2 separate regions of the Arabidopsis thaliana genome follow, and region 1 is linked to region 2. The links are chromatin contacts, called in public capture Hi-C maps. All regions are on one chromosome and are shown on one strand. The core of a region is the stretch at or near the end of the contact, and the rest is flanking DNA. Distances in the headings are between cores, read along the strand shown.

Evidence for each region. Capture Hi-C pulls out chosen DNA fragments and counts their contacts.
Region 1: a contact with region 2 is called in a capture Hi-C map of seedling, with 2.4 times the contacts expected there. A contact is called at or near these places in 1 of 26 Hi-C or Micro-C datasets (vegetative nucleus) and 1 of 3 other capture datasets (seedling).

What each region holds. Positions count from the first base shown.
Region 1 is chr1:21,698,305-21,701,004 of TAIR10.1, reverse strand. It overlaps AT1G58400 (Disease resistance protein (CC-NBS-LRR class) family), which reads left to right and starts at 1,310. Exons shown (of 5, transcript NM_001333832.1): 1 at 1,310-1,452; 2 at 1,875-2,700. The coding sequence starts at 1,887.
Region 2 is chr1:21,158,468-21,161,167 of TAIR10.1, reverse strand. AT1G56500 (haloacid dehalogenase-like hydrolase family protein) reads right to left here and starts at 1,424. Exons shown (of 28, transcript NM_104525.3): 1 at 1,039-1,424; 2 at 860-960; 3 at 675-731; 4 at 502-596; 5 at 207-306. The coding sequence starts at 1,393.

The DNA.
Region 1 (2,700 bases), core at 61-2,560, 540 kb before region 2:
TCTTTTTTAACCAAAACCAAAAAAAAACTATTGAACACTCTTTATTGTCTATCTCTAATAAATTGTTAACTTCTTGTTTTCAAAACAGATTCAATTGGGCTCTACCAAAAAAAAACAGATTCAATTGGTTACTGGTTAAGGGCATTAAAACGAAAGACTAATTGAGCCAATGCTGGTTTAGTAGTAGTTAAGCGGTTTAAGTCTTTGTTTAATACAACAAAATATATAATTAAGGCTTATATGAGCAATGTTCATGTTGTGATCGCTAGAGATAGATATATTGACCGCAAATCTCCAAATAAGTTAGCGCTCGAAGAATCTGTAATCTTGAGATAGTGAATTGCTGGATTCCGTTCTGGCTGAAACGTAGGATCAATCAGACCGATTGATCTGAACTCGTAAACATCATGCGCCATCATCTTCTTTCTACTGCTGAAACTCTTTACAAAGAAAACATCAAAGCATGTAGAGTTTGGCTGTTCAGTGGAACTCTAAAGCCCAAGCAGATATAATGATCCCTTGAATATCACATTCGTGCTTACAAGAACAACCAGAAAAAATTGTCGTGTTGGTATGTCAAACAAGAACTATTTTGCAGGTTGGAAGATGTTTACGTACTTCTCGCTACGAGGGTGTTAATTTTACATGCATATTCAGGATCTTCCTGGTCAAAAAAGAGATATTAATTTTCTGAAGAATTTTGAACTTCATTAATTTTGGTATGTTGATGTTCATTTGATATATACATAACGTTACTTTTTTTTAATAATATATGACTAAGTAAGGTACATGGTGCCATGACAGTCAAACCTTGAACTATGGGGATTCTTTTTTTTTTTCTTTTTTTTTTGTCGGCAATTTTTGTTTTATAACGAAACCCATAAAAGGCAGAGAACTATGGGGACTCTTAAAATACATGCACTTCCACCACTTGGCTGAAAAATAATAGATTTTATATAGTTTTGTTTTTCATTAGCCTATCATGGGTAAGAATTGTCGTTTTCCTTCTGCAGTATCCATTGAAATATATAAAAAAAAGAACGGACCCTTATTTGTTTTGGGAAAATTTGTCAAAGAAAAGAAGTCTTCATTTGTCAAAAAATGCGTCAATTTTATCTCGAATAATTTAAAATACTATCTTTTGCGGATTCATTTAATTTTTATTAATTTTTTGTTTTCGCGGCTAACTTTGTTGACTTTACCAAATAAATTACATCCTTAAATTAATTATCATTACCAATTAACAGATTTAAATTAATGTTGAAATAAATTGCATAAAAAATAACACTAAAAATATGACATTTTTAACAGTTTTTTGTAGCACCATATTATTTCAATTATTTTAGTGAGTAAACAAACGCTTATTCACAGTAAGTGAGATTAATAACTAGAGCAAGCCTCTCCCTTCTTCCTAAAGGCGACGACGAGAGTCTTCCTTGCCGCTTTCAAGAGGTTAGTCACTTTTCCATTGTTACTTTTTTGTTTTTGTTTTTGTGTGGTTCATGGCAAATTTCTTTGCTTCCGATGAAATATGTCTCTACCTGTCTCTTTATCTTCGGAGTTGACGGCAAAACTGTAGATCTAGTTTTGTTTGGACTTCTATAAGTTGGATGCCATAAACAAGAATTCAATACATGGCAAGAGGAAAGGAAAAATCCAACACTTGCTTCTATGTTGTATATTATTTTTTATTTCGTGAGATTAACCCTTTTAAGTTAGAAGTAAAGACCAAAAATAGCAATTTGTAGAGTTATTGTTTTTGGCAGAAAACGCTTTTAAGATTTAATCAAAATATGAAACTCCAATTGCTTCTAGCGAATATATATTGTATATGAATAGTACGTAACTTGATTATTATTTTTCAAACTACTTAGGCAGGAGCCACTATGGTCGAGGCAATTGTTTCATTTGGAGTAGAAAAGCTTTGGGACCGACTGACCCAAGAATACGAGCAATTTCAAGGAGTTGAAGATCGAATAGCTGAACTAAAAAGTAATCTAAACTTGTTAAAGTCCTTTTTGAAAGATGCAGAAGCCAAGAAAAATACAAGTCAGATGGTGCGACATTGTGTTGAAGAGATTAAAGAAATTGTTTATGATACGGAGAATATGATCGAAACGTTTATTCTCAAAGAAGCAGCCCGAAAAAGAAGTGGCATCATCAGGCGTATCACAAAACTAACTTGCATTAAAGTGCATCGTTGGGAATTTGCGTCCGATATTGGAGGCATAAGTAAGAGGATCTCTAAGGTGATTCAAGACATGCATAGTTTTGGAGTACAACAGATGATTTCCGATGGTAGTCAGTCTTCACATCTACTACAAGAAAGAGAAAGGGAGATGCGACAAACGTTTTCTAGGGGTTACGAAAGCGACTTTGTGGGGTTGGAGGTAAATGTTAAGAAACTGGTTGGATATTTGGTGGAGGAAGATGACATTCAAATTGTTTCGGTAACCGGGATGGGAGGTCTTGGTAAAACCACCCTTGCAAGACAAGTTTTTAACCATGAGGATGTTAAACATCAGTTTGATAGACTCGCATGGGTGTGTGTCTCACAAGAGTTTACTCGGAAAAATGTATGGCAAATGATCTTGCAGAATCTAACCTCTAGAGAAACGAAAGATGAAATCTTGCAAATGGAAGAAGCTGAACTCCATGATGAACTCTTTCAGCTATTGGAGACATCTAAATCATTAATTG
Region 2 (2,700 bases), core at 175-2,674:
TGTTGGCACAATAACAAGTATATTCAAATATAGAGTTCTCTAAGGCATGCTTTGTTCTCTATTCATGAGACTTCCTAGTGACTACAAATGGATAGCCATCGATATTTTTCTATTTCATGTATGATTTCATAAAAGGTGTGGGTTTGTGAAAATCTTTCAATAAAGCCTCATCTCGATACGATATTACATGAAGTTTTGACTATTACCTCGCTGGTAGGCACACCTAAGATCTTTGCAGCAGCCAGGAAAATATCTGGAGCTGGTTTCAAATTCTCAAAGGCATCTGCTGAAACAATGGCATCAAACCTGAAAGTTAACATCGCTAACATGTATTTAGAAATGGAACCTGGACGCGCATAAAAATCTCGATGACATATTAAAAGAGATTACACAGCAGAATAATGTCACAGAAAGGGGTATACAATAACACCAATGAAAGAATTCAAACTTGTGTAATAGGAAATGAAGTAGTCAAAAGATAAAAGATTGTTTTAGTCTTACATGGTCAAAGACAAACCAGCAGCTTTCAGATTCGCATCAACTTTGATACGGTCAGCACTAGATGCAACAGCGACTTTAAGGCCTTTGTTCTTACACTGTTTCAAAAGTTCCAGAGCAAATCATAATCTCTAACCTCAAAACCATCATTGTTCAACAACCTCATTTTTCCTCACCTCAGTAACAAGCTCCAATGCTCCTGGAAATCCAATCCCAGATTCTGGCTTCGCATACTATATAATAAGTAAAGCACAAGAAAATACGCGAAATCAAAACACAACAAAGCACGAGTATCAATCACATTCTCTATCAATAACATCAACAAGTTCCCTCCTACAGTGTTTTTCTAATCAAGAATCACCTTATCGAGATATATTTCAAAGAATCTCTCTTTAGCTGCATCTGGATCAAATCCTTTAACTTCTTTGACTGAAGCAACACCTCCTAAAAACTTGGCTTCACCTGTTAATTGCCAAACCAATGAAATTAACGAAATCAACCAATAAACAAGTTGATTTTCCAAATTTTCAAAGCATTTACCTGTTCCCATAAAAGGAACGAAATCGTCCACAGTGACTTCAACTCCCATCTCCGTAAAAACATCCACGGCGGCGCGTCTAGAAAGATCTTCACTGTTACAAAGCACACCGTCCATATCAAACAGAACCGCCGATACTTTCCCCCAATCATCCGTCGCAATTGTCGCCGCAGGACTCTCCGCCGCCACACTCAGTTTTGTAGACGACTGAAGCGCCGTCGTTTTGCTTAAATAAACACCGGTTCTCGATCGAAATCCGGTGAATGTGGATTTTGACCTTATCGGAATTAACGAAGAAGAAGATAATCTCCTTGATTGTGAGAAAACTGAAGGCGGAGAAGTGAGTTTCAAAGCCATTTTTTTGCTTTGGTTTTTTTTTTTTCCTCGAGGAATCGTTTTGAACTGATTTGTTTGTGAGTTTTAGTGGCGGGTGTTAATTATCCATAAGGTCGAAACTACCCTCATGTTTTTTTATCAGTGCATGGGCATTTTCGGTATGTTTGTTAGTGTAGGATGATGGTCTACCAAAAGACATGGTCACATGAAAGCTTTGACAAAATTTGGTCAAGACTCGTTAATTACTGTCTTAGATTGATTGATTAGCCACGATCCTCAATGCGTTTAGGTTAGACTTGTTTTTCCGTACAACAACGACACACGAACTTAGAAATATTTTTTTATCTTAGGGGATTCTGAAAGTTAAGTTTGCATGCGACACATTAGGCATATTTTTACATGGTTGGCATCGTGATCTCTTTGAGGATGAGACATACTTGGGAATTCAGGCCCGGCTCAAAATTTTAGAAGACCTAGAGCTAGAAATAAATTGGGCCTAATATTACTATATATTTTATAAAAAAAAATTAAAATTGAGCCTTTTTTACCAAGGAAAAAATCCAAAAAATTTGATTGTCCTTGTGCTTGGGCACTCTCAGCACATGCACAGAGCCGGATCTGCTTGGGATACATGTCCAATACTAAATCACGGCATGCCACGTAAGTGGATACTGGATATCAGAAGTCTCATAGACTGATACGGCTCATCCCAATTTTATGTGTTTGGTCCAATTAAGAATATTAAATGGGCAACTGATACTCTAAAAAGTTTAGCTATGTACATGCTCTAAAACATAATACATAAAAGAGGAAATCAATTTGAAGGAAAAGAAAAACGTTAACATAAATGTGATGTGCGTTTGTGATCAACTGTTAGTGATCACAATTATGTTTGACATCTAACCTCTCCAGAAGAGGTGTCCTATATAAACGATATAAATTATGGTTTGCATGAGCATGGCAAATATAATCATGGAAAATTTTGTGGCTATAGGATGAAAAAGCTACGGTAAACACACAGGAAAATATCATTTTATATAAATGTCCCAAATTTTTCGGTGGTTTTTTCGTGTCAGTATAGCCACATTTTGACACTCGTGCATAGTGGCTAATTTTTGCCAAATATCCACGAACTTGTAAGTGGCTAATTAGCCTTTGTTCATGTCTATTATGTGACTATAATAGATAGCCATGAAATACGAGTGTCAAAATAGTGGCCAAATATAAATTTCCCGTAAAAAAAAGTGTTGACATGTAGATATTATTTTGAGTAAAGTGAGTGAAGTTTAAATTCGAGAGATACGCAAAAGAGATTATTTCATTTATTG